4 separate regions of the Gossypium hirsutum genome follow, and all the other regions are linked to region 3. Evidence: chromatin contacts called from public Hi-C data. All regions are on one chromosome and are shown on one strand. Each heading gives the region's core, a stretch centred on a gene start, on an enhancer-like site or on the middle of the called end of the contact. The rest is flanking DNA. Distances are from core to core; before and after follow the strand shown.

Region 1 (2,848 bases), core at 208-2,707, 180 kb before region 3:
ATTGACTCTCCAAGGATATCAAGCCTACATTCTGCCAACTTGCCTTCACTCTTTATAACCTCCGGCTCTCCACCTCGACTAGGTAAACCGACCTCTGTGATAACCACCACTCTCTCCTCCATACCTCATCTTTGTTGTATCACTATATGAACAATATATAAATTGGTACCTCAACTTTTATAATGCCATTGATTAGTCCAAATATTATATTTGATTAGAATGTTGATATAACTTTTAAGAGTTGTAAACATTATTAAAATCATTTTTTTTAGTTACATGACTACGAAGTGAGTATTTTCTTTAAATTTCAAAATGTCATACTAACTAATTTAATAGAATAATTTTATATTGTTAAAAATTAGATATAAATTTTTAAATTAAAAAAATAAGACTAAATTCTTGAAAACAAAAATACAAAAATATTAAATGCCTAAAAATTTAGGTACCATTAAATCCATGACTGTTATGCTATGGTTTTGTGCCCAAGCAAAGAAAGAGGCAAATCCATATATCATATATGGATGTGTGTAGTTATTGGCCACAAATTCCAGAGAAAAACTTCAAACAAAGAATCTTCCCCATTGTACAAACAAAAGAATATCTTTAAAAAAACTTAGCAAGGGCCTTGAAATTTTTGAATGGTTATCAAAATTTGGTCCTCTCATATTTATCTACAAACAAGTGATTCATCAACAATGACACATTTCTTTCTCTCTTTTAATTTCAATGGTCCCACTAAAACTGATGATCTGGGTTTCCAAACTTCATTTTTGACCAATTGCAACTTCATAGAGACCCCACACTTAACTATTATTGAATTGGTTTTTACATTTTTAAGTCGGTAGTGATTTGTAAATTAATATTTTCAATATAATTCAATTAGAGATTTTAAAGGGTAACAAATAGTTAATGATTTATACATATAAATGGTAAAATTAAAGGGTAGTCATTTACAAGATAGTGATATATTTATATTATACATGTACACATTATGTATAAAAGAATCTACTTAAATAAAAAAAAATTTAAATTTCGATATGGATATCTCTTAATCACTAAAAACTCAACTAAAAGTTTATATTTGAGTTAACTCAAAAACTAGTTTCTAATGTTATTCACGTAGTGTTTAAATTTTTAATTACTTTTTTGAGTAACACATTTTGATTATTGTAATTAGTATAAAATAATTCTAGAACATGAGAAGAACATGAGATTTTATTTAATTAATTATTTTTTAAAGCATTTTGTTTGTGTTTTGGGTCAACTATGGTTATTTTATTCTTTTGTTAAATCTTAGCTACCCTTTTTATTATGTGGACCTTATTTTCTCATCTTTAAATCATCTCACCCACCAATCACACATAAAGTTATCACCTGTATAACATGTATCATAGTTAAGATACACCTTCATATGTTTCAAGAAAAAAGAGATCATACACCATCACAATCCCCGTACAAAGTATAAAATGAAGCCATTGTGGGCTTGAATCAAGAGCACTGCATAAAAGCATAAGGCTTACCGCATTGAATCGCCCCTAACGAAGTTATTCTCATATAAGAGACGGCTCTTTCCGACATCTGCAACGTTGGGGACACTAGAAACAACTATTACAAGTGGCTGTTGAAGTCTTTGTTAGTTGCCGAGGCATATCTCGGTCGACTCAACTCCACTCAGTCCGATCCATGGCGTCTCTTCACCCCACGATATCTCCTCAAAGCCTCCTTTCTTTAACAAAACCTCGAAAACCCATTTCGAGGCACCTCTCAGCTTCCTCATTAACCACCTCAAAACTGCCCGAGGGCCTTGCGTTCTCGGGAACCAAACAGAAAAACAAAAGGGAAAACTCGGTGGTGGTGGTGAAGTCATTAGCCGAGGAGCTTGACGTGATACCAGTTCAAAGTGAGGATGTTACAGATATACAAGAAGGAGTTGCGGTGAGTCAGGCGCCGAGAGAATCGTCAGGAGGAGAGTTAGTGACTCAAGTAGGTGGGTTTAGCAATGAAGGAATGTTATCTTTTGAAGGGGTTTCTTCTTCAGGTTCACCTTCAGGGAACGGATTTGGTGATGGACAAGGAAGTCAAGAGGAACTGGATAGGCTTATGGATAGAATTATTAATGCTACTATTGTTCTTGCTGCTGGTACTTATGCCATCACCAAGTTGCTTACCATTGATCAGAATTATTGGCAGGTGAGATTATATCTTCAATTTTACTTTCATTTTGTGGAAAATTGCATGATTTGGCTTAGGAAATTGAATGACTGGTTGCAAAATTCTTTGTATTGTTATTGTTATTGTATTTGTTATTCCCCTTTTGCTCTTTCAATTGCTGAATAATGCAAAAATATGTGATTAATCTAGATGTATGCTTGGCTCTTCATGCTTGTGCCATTATTGAGGGCTCTTGGATGAACTCAAGTAGTAGGTCCAGCTCGATTCCAGAGTTCGATTATAAGCTTGTGCATGTGTGGGTGTGTGACTTTGAATTTGTATTGTATAAAAAAAATATTGCTCTTGGATGTTTTAGTAGCTGGAGATTTTTTAACGAAGAAGATCTTAATCTTATTGTGTTTGATATGCTTATGTACCACATATGCATATAGCACTGGTATTTCATAATGAATTTGGCCTGCAACTTACAAAGAACTGGAAATTTTACGTCTTTGGGTTATAGGGATGGACTATTTATGAGATAGTAAGATATGCACCTCAACACAATTGGAGTGCTTATGAAGAAGCTTTGAGGACAAACCCTGTTTTAGCGAAAATGGTTATCAGTGGAATTGTCTATTCTATAGGGGATTGGATTGCGCAAGTAAGTTTATGTCATCGAAGAAATACTTTTCGA
Region 2 (2,875 bases), core at 304-2,803, 220 kb before region 3:
CAAAGAGACTTTGTCCCACACATCATCTAAGATTAGAACATGCTTTCCCACTTTCTTCAACAATTCCAACAAGATTGCTGCTCGACTAACCTTATCTCTTTCATTGCCCCAATCTCCCTTCAACTTCAATGCGCTTGCGATATCATCTTGTAACTTCATCACACTGAAGTCTTTTGATATAGTAACCCAAATTACCCTTTCAAAACTATGTTCTTTCAAAAGATCATTATGGATGTGCTTCATGATGGTCGTTTTACCAACACCGCCCATCCCCCAAACCCCAATCTTACCCACCTCCTCTTGCATCAAACATTGCCAAATTTCATTTCTCACGGCTTTCTCACCAACTAGCTCTGATGTTGGCAGTGGCAACCCAACATTTGGACCATCAATGACAAGACTGTCGGAGACATTAGGAGCTTTATCAAGAAATGTCTGCATTTCTTGAATCTTTCTATCAACCAGCTTTCCATTGCAAGCACGGCAGAGATATCTCCCATTACTTACTTTATTTTCAACATCTTGTGCTTCCATAATCATCACTTTCACTTTTCCTATCCAATTTTCTACTTCCTTCTTTGGTATCTTCCCCACACAATGAAGAAGCTCTGCTTTCAATTGCAGCTCTATATCTTCCATTTTGCTACTCAATTCATCTCTGATTCTCTTAAAGTTTCTCACATAATCATTCAGCTTTCTGTGATATTGCAAGTATTTACAAACTGGAGTTCCGAGACAATTTGCAATACTAGCTGCAGGTTGTATGCACTCCATAGAATGTCCCTACAATCATATATGTATATTGTCATTCTTTCATGTATTATCATTCTTTCAACTTAACAATCATCAGTTTCAAAAGAACTTTGAGAAAAAGTTGGGAAAAAAATCATGTAAATAGATGCATGGACGGAAAAATAAAAACAACCAAGGAAAACAAACACAGCCCTGCAATCAAAGAATGGAAAGTAGAAATCACCGGACTTGTGGCTTGACAAATTAGAACTGAAAATAAAGTAGTGAACCAATCACACAAAGCTGCTATAGCAGTAGCAGATAACGTACGTACGTACATACAAACATACATAGATGGAATTGTAGGCTTAACCAGAACCAAGAGAGGTTCTGAAATAATCAAATATGTGAGATGTATTGGATTTTCATGAAGTTTTGATTCATTCAGATTTAACTCCAGATTTAAATCAACTGATTTTATCACAGTTGTTCGTATTTCATATTATGTGGCCCAAAATTAATAATCTTAGTGAAAGTGGGAAAGAAAACTATATAACCCAGACCAAGATAAAAGCAAAGAAAAGCATATCATGAATTAAGCAAGCAAACTTACAAACAACAATTGTACCTTCACTGGCTCGCTGACAACTTCTGCACGACCTTTGAGATTGAAACAAGGAAGAAATGATAACAGAGTTTTGGGAACACTAATAAAAACAACAGTAAGACGAAGACGAAAGTGAAAAGAAAAACAAGCAAAATTATGAGTCAAGTTTTACGGTCATGGCTGCCACTTTCATGGTAGGTTCCTCCTCAAAGGACAGAATCAACCGGCTACTTTATTGCTTTATACTGATCACACACGGCAATATAATTTTGGTCAACATATAGTCTAAACATAACGTTTAAGCATTTAAAATATATTAAAAAGGTTAAAATATGCTACTAGTCCTTGTACTTGTCTAGATTTTGAGATTTAGTCTATGTATTTTAAAAGTTAAAAAATTCAATCTCTTACTTTTTCAATTTAAAATTTATAGGTTCAATTATTATTTTTGTTGCTAATTTCCATCAAAATTTGTCAACTTAACATATTTATTTTCTATAAATTATATGCAACGTCATATGAAGATTATCTAATCAACATGCTAAATTGATAGATTTTAACGAGAATTACTGGCAATGTTAATGGTATGAATGAGTTTTTAAATGAAAAAAAGTAAGAGAATTTAATTTTTAACTTTTTAAGTATATAAATTAAAATTTAAATTTTATCAAAATACAGAGACTAACAACATAATTTGACCTATTAAAAACGTTTGAGAACAATTGGTGTCTCTATTTAATATTTACCAAGATATGTTAGGTGTTCTCTCATGAAATTCAATTCGAATGTAAGATTATTAGTGCAAGATTTAATTAGATGCCGGATAACATCATTTTAATATGTTCGAATGAAGATAAAAAAAGGGTAAATTTTACACATGGTCACTCTAAAATAGGGTCTGTTATATTTTATTTATTTAAAATTAAAATTTTCATTTACTTTTAACAGATTGTGGACATGAGACATTAGCTTATTGAGTAATTGATATGTAATATTTTTTGTTGACTTTTAACTAAAGTTTAAGGGAAAAAATTTTGGACCAATTATAGGGAGGTTTCTAAATTTTGGTCAATGCCTTTCACACCTTTGAATTCGGTGGCACTGTATTTCCTCAATTCCTTAATCAGAGCATTTTGAGCTCTAGTTGACAAAGCGAATTAAGGCGCAACATCGGCAACCCTCCAAAGGACATCCACTATAATGTGCAAAAGTTCATACCCCTCGCCCTCCTGATGGGGTCTCGTAGTTCTAGCTACTCTACATATACTGTTTTGATTACCACCCAGTGCATCACTGTCATAATCTTAAATTTTATGTAGTTTATCTTAAATTTTATTCTTTTATATTCTGTAAACCAAACTGAATAATGAGATGAAATCATCTGAATTTCTAAATTTTTGATTATCCCTTTTATCATTTGATAAATTCAATTAGTTAAATTATTTAAAATAAAAAATTAACTAATATTTATATAATTAAAATAAATTTTATAATATGAATTTATTTTGTAATGTGACGACATGATTATCTTTAGTA
Region 3 (2,922 bases), core at 135-2,634:
ATTAAAAAGAAAATATTCAAAATTGATAGGCAATCTACTAGAAGATGGTGCCACCAAAAATATATTTCTCAAGCCTTAAATCCAATATTTATCTCACTTATTACATTCAACAAATCAATTTTATTTCAAGTTCCAAACTCTAGTAGAAAGCCCATGAAGATGCTAGAGAGATCCATGGCCCAAGCCAACATTCCAAATGTAAAGCCATTCAAATTTTTTAAGGCCCATATATGCTTTTCCTCAAAATTCCCTATGTTATAATTCAACAAACATTAACCTTGTTCATGTTAATTTTCGTTTTCTTGAAAAATGGATAAATATAGAAGAAAATAAGTTTGGCTAAAAATTTTAAAAATAATTTTAGAAAATGAAAATATCTGAAAAAATGATAAAAAAATATTTTTCACTGATTTCACTAAAAATATTTTGTAAAAATGAAAATAAAGTCTCTTAACTTTAAACTAAATTGAACATGGTTCAAACCTATGTAAAAAAAAAAATTTCAACAGTTTTTTAAATGTTAATCTGGTACCTTAATTTAAATTCATATAAATGTAATTTTTTTTAATTTTAATTCTCATATTTCTATTATAAAAAAAGGTTAACAAACATTTTTTCATGTTTTCATTATCGGAAATAAATTTTTATTTATCAAACATGTTTTTCAAAATAGAAAATATTTTAAGAAACTAAATGGTGTCGTAAATACATTAATAATAGATGTCTATAACCCCGTCAAACTCTCATTGAACTTAAGACAATCTTTTTTGTCATTTTTTATAATCACGACAATATTTTTGGTTTATCTCATAAATTCAAAATTTCCCATTTTCCTCCACCATCATCTTTAAGAAGGATTGTAAACAAAATATTTGACTATAAAAGATTCACTTGAATTGTGTAATAGTTTAAAAGAAAGATATGACCATCAGAAAATGATAATTTTACCAAAAGCTCGTTATAATTGGATGTACTTTGAGTTTGCAAGATTATAAAACAGTAAGTGAGTATAATTCTACAATATTTAAGGCAAGTTCTTAATTAAAATTATGTGAAGAGAAAATAACTGAAGGGGACTTATTGGAGAAAACTTTCTCAACTTTTCACGCATCTAATGTGCTTCTGAAGCAATAATATTGTGAAAAGGGTTTTAAGAAATACTCAAAATTAATCTCATACCTTTTAGTGGCTGAGCAAAATAACGAGCTATAATGAAAAATAATGAAAGCAATCCTACTGGTTTTGCTCCATTCCCAAAAGTGAATGCAACAATACACAATAATTATAGAAATAAAAGAAATCGCAATCATGGTCGTCGTCGTGATCGTGGCCATGGCCATGGACATGGTTGAGGACGCTGTAATATCGCTATCAAGGTGCTAACATTTATTATGACCACCAAAAGAAAAATAAAAGAGAATACAAAGAGAAATGTGATGGTCCATGCAATCCTTCAAAGGGCACTGAAAATTTGTGCCATCAATTTGGTTTGAGTGAGCATTAGTCATGTACCTATCATACACATGAACATCTTGTAAAGTTTTATCAAGCTACCATCCAAAGGAAAAGAAAGAGAATTGAAACAAATTTGGCTTTATCTAAATGATATTATAGAGGCTAATTTTGCTCATAATGATAATAGTTTTAAAAACTTTGTTGATATGACCCATATTGCTGTAGAGGATTTCTTTGAGCCTAGAAATCAAGAATTTTAAAATATGTAATAATATTTTATATTTTTTTATGATTTTATAATTTTTGTTATTCATGCTTGGTGTGACTTTAATATGCTTTTAGTATGTTTTGTTATAATTTTTAGTGTTTACAATATTGCTTATGATGTTTTGTTTTACCGGAGAATATGGATCTTTTGCTTGAAACCATGATTAAGAATGAAGACACATGTCTTGCAGATAGTGCTACAGCGTATACTATGCTTAAAAATAGGAAATATTTCTCTTAATTGCAAGCAATGAAAATGTCAACATTGTATCTAATAGTGCAAAATTAATCGAAGGCTCTCGAAGAACTATGATATTATTACCCTAATGGATAATGTTTATTATAAATGATGCATATTCATTCATAAACACAATCTTCTCAACTCATCACATACACAATCAAGTATATTTTTCTTTTAAATATATAGCCCTGTCACCACATGTCACATTTCAAAAGTGAGCGTTTTACGATTGTTTACTAATATAGGTTGTCTTTCTATATTACGATTTGTCCACGTAATACTGTTTAATATTATTTAAATGTTAAATAATCAATGAACCAATATTTTCTTTCATCTTGCATTGCATGCAAAAACTGTTGAAATTATTAAAGTAATATATTTAAAAAATTACAAGTACATAGTTGAAAAAAATTATACCAAGGGCATTAGATCCCAACATGCACCTCGTGCATTGTGGTTTGTTTTAAATCAACATCATCTGGCACACATAGTCTACCTCTTAAACACAATCCACCATCGCCATCCAATCCAAAATCAATCGAGTAATTCTATTCAATATGTTTGACTCTAACCATCAATTTCTAATTGCTTAACTACTTCTTTTTGATCCAGTCAGATAAAGGTTGGTTTAATCTGAAGCCCAGCTAACAAACTTCCCACTTCCAAAACTTCGAGTTTAGCATTCATCACTCTAAGGACTACAAAATCGAAGGTTTCGAGTTAAGAATCTATCTTAAGCAATCTTTTAAGAAAATTAAGGGTAAAGTTTATGATTTCATTACCTGCAAGGTATTCCATCTTAAGCGCATTAACGACTACATTTGCTTTATCGAAAACAGTACTTTTTATTTATAAGAGGAGTGACTGAGTTTTGGTGTCACTTCCAATTTTTTATGTAAGCTAAGTCTACTTTTTTTTTATTACTCAACAATTCTTTTTCTTAATGATCATGTAATTAC
Region 4 (3,033 bases), core at 273-2,772, 180 kb after region 3:
AATATTAAATATACAATCAATACTGTCTATAATAATAAATAAATAATTTTATATATCAATTTAAATTTAATGTAATTTACACATAAAATATTTTAATTATATACATAAAATTTTAATATTTATTTAATTATATTTATTTAAAGAAATAAATATAGTAATTTATTATTGATTGGATCTTAACTTAGTTAATATTGACATTATTGTCAAAATAAAAGAATATAATTTCGAGCGCGTTAAAGTGTATTTATCTTTTTATTTAAATCTCGTGGGGAGGTGATTATCTTAAAGAATTACTTTTTGTTAAATCTATATTTTGTAAAATAAAAAAATAGGTAAATTATACTCAAAGGTCACTAAATTATTAGTAAATTTATATTTTGGTTATTCAATTTCAACAATTTTAACAAGTTTTCATTTAAGTTGTTAGGTTGTAAAATCGCTATATGACATTCTCTATTTACACCAATTACACAAATCAAAAGCTCTTTCATTCCCCTTCTCTTCTACAATTAACTTTTTTTTTTATTAAATAGTTTTGAACGTTACAAATTTGTGAGTTAAAATCCAAATAATTTTCTTCTCTGATCTCTAATACTAACCATTAGGACTACTTAGATTTAGGATATTCTATTCTACGCACCAATGGGTATTGATTCACTGTACTGATAGTCGAATCATCTATTGGAGCTTACTAGATAAATTAAAAAAAAAACTTAACAGCTTAATGACTTAAATGAAATCTTTCGAATAGTTTAATAATTATTTTGTAATTTTTTAAAATTAAATAATTAAAACATAATAATCATCAAAATTCATTAAATTTTTGGAATGAGAAAAGATGTTTTCTAATTTAATTTAAAATTGAAAAACAAAACATACTTCTATTTTAGTGGGTATCAATTCTTCGTCATGAACAATGGAATCACCCTTTCCGTTTCGTGCAATACAAGCTGTAGATGTTGGTACCTCATGCTGCAAAATGTTGTACGCCCAGGGCTTCCAAAAAAGGCAGTTAATTATAGCGGGTATTTATTCCCTTTCTTGAACCCTCCTAAAATTCCCCTCCCAACTGCCTTTGCTTTCCCAATAAGCATCCCTTCAGTAATTTACAACCTATTTTTATTCTCTTAATAATAAATTTAGCATTTTAATTTTTTTTATTAATTTAGTTCTTATTTTTTAAATTAATTTTATATTTTATTTGGTTAAATTTTTTATAATTTTTAAATTATTTATCGATGTAATATATAAAAAAATAATATTATATCAACATAAAATACACGTGAATTATCATATATCTTGTCATACCAACATTGTTAAAAGAATTAAATTTTAATCAATATTTTTGTTAAAAAAATAATTTGACATTTTTAAAAAAATTAATAATCTAATTTAATTAAAAAAATAAGAATCAAATTGACAGAATATATAAATATTATGAACTAAATTTGTCATTATAATTTTTTTAAATATTAATATATAAAATCGAAATAAATAATTTTTTTTCTTTTTCTTTTGACAAAGAGGGTGAAAACACATTTTCAAAGTTAAGGTGATGTGTCAGTTTCTTATTGAAATTACATTTTTTAAAAAATACATATTTTTTCTTCAAATTTAATCATTTGCCTTGCTTGTTCAATAATATAGTGTTTTTTCTGTATATTTAGCTACAAGGGGAGTTTGAAGAAGAGAAAGAACAAAGCAAAAGGAAAAATAGAAGAAGCCTTTGTTTGGGGTTCTTCAACTTAGCTTTCCATATATTCATCCATGGCTTCTAAGCTTCTTTTGATTGCTGTATTTGTTCTTGATCTCATTGCTTTTGGTTTAGCTGTTGCAGCTGAGCAAAGAAGAAGCACTGTAAGTTTGCTAACTTTCCCCTTCACTTTCTTTTATGGATTTGGTTGTTTTGGTTCACAATTAGTTCATACGATTTCTGGGTATACTGAAAGTTTGCAACCTTTTTTTTCCTGGAAATCGAAGGAAAATGAAAGAAAGTGAGTCCTTTTGTTTGAAAAAAAGCGGTAAATCTTGATTTTAGCTTTCTGGGTTTTTTGTTTCATGTAAGAATTTTCTGGGAAAGAAAAGAAACACTGTATTCAAGCTTGATCTTTTGTGTGTCTGTATATATACACATACACATACACATACACATACACATACACATACACATACATATATATGTATTCTCTTTCTGCTAATCAAATAGTAACGGAAATTGATTTCATCATTTTTATAATTCTCAATTGTGTATGAACTTCACCAGATCTCAGCTGAATTTCTATAAAAATAGTAGATCTGAGTTTATGGTTTTTATCCTCTGTCACTAACTTAAAAAAGGTGCCTGGTCCCCTTGGTTAAATTGTGCAACTTTAACTTTAGCCGCACCAAAATGTTAATAATTCAATTTAATCCCTTTGTTAGATTGAAATTTTACATTTTTGCTCCTTTCAAAAAGTTAAAAAATCAATTAAGCCATTTTAATACAGAACTTTTATAAATTCTTTAGCTTTTTGAACCCCAAACTTTTATAAATTTACCCCATCACATTGGCTTTTCACCCCAGGGTCTAATGGAAGAACTAGTCTTTGCTAGATTTAGAAGCCAAACTGTTTCATCTTTTGAAACAATATTTTATGATCTAATCGGTGATGTTGACTAAATTATTGACAACCAAGCTTCAAGATCTTGCTTTTTGTTTATTGTACCCTATATGATAGTTTAATATAAAGTATGATAGCTGATCTTCTAACACCTTCTAGTATTCTAATAAATAATCAAAGGGTAAAAGTCTCATGAAGGTTCTTGTACTATGAGTCAGATTGTATTTTGCCTCTTCTACTTAAAAAATGGGCAAGTTAGTACCTGTACTTTAGATCAAAGAGTAAAATAGTTCTTCTGTTAAAGGTTTCATTCATTTCTACTGTTAAAAACTAGTCTTTGCACGTCAGCACGAGATACATGTGGCGTTTGCTATGTTAGTTGTTAACAATAAAAATGGATAAAAATTTCAACATGAAAGACCTGTTTGCTCTT

What was found. A called contact is a pair of places that touch in the nucleus more often than the background predicts.
Region 1: a Hi-C map of leaf shows a contact between it and region 3, with 2.5 times the contacts expected there. The contact joins the promoter of LOC107952157 here to the enhancer-like site in region 3. A contact is called at or near these places in 3 of 34 Hi-C or Micro-C datasets (hypocotyl and leaf).
Region 2: a contact with region 3 is called in a Hi-C map of leaf, with 2.7 times the contacts expected there. The contact joins the promoter of LOC107952155 here to the enhancer-like site in region 3. A contact is called at or near these places in 2 of 34 Hi-C or Micro-C datasets (callus and leaf).
Region 4: a contact with region 3 is called in a Hi-C map of leaf, with 2.4 times the contacts expected there. The contact joins the promoter of LOC107948640 here to the enhancer-like site in region 3. A contact is called at or near these places in 3 of 34 Hi-C or Micro-C datasets (all in leaf).

The regions. Positions count from the first base shown.
Region 1 is chrA04:5,433,699-5,436,546 of Gossypium_hirsutum_v2.1, forward strand. LOC107952157 reads left to right here and starts at 1,458. Exons shown (of 8, transcript XR_005925406.1): 1 at 1,458-2,190; 2 at 2,675-2,815.
Region 2 is chrA04:5,401,995-5,404,869 of Gossypium_hirsutum_v2.1, forward strand. It overlaps LOC107952155 (probable disease resistance protein At1g61300), which reads right to left and starts at 1,554. Exons shown (of 3, transcript XR_005925405.1): 1 at 1,361-1,554; 2 at 1-783.
Region 3 is chrA04:5,618,082-5,621,003 of Gossypium_hirsutum_v2.1, forward strand. No RefSeq gene overlaps it. Among protein-coding and RNA genes, the nearest start is that of LOC121227885, 27 kb to the right of the region's middle. Within about 2 kb of position 1,385, at least 1 of the 9 cell types and tissues checked has an H3K27ac peak or open chromatin away from gene starts, as enhancers often do. A contact at or near this core is called in leaf, where this site is marked.
Region 4 is chrA04:5,801,635-5,804,667 of Gossypium_hirsutum_v2.1, forward strand. It overlaps LOC107948640, which reads left to right and starts at 1,523. Exons shown (of 3, transcript XM_016883262.2): 1 at 1,523-1,857. The coding sequence starts at 1,768.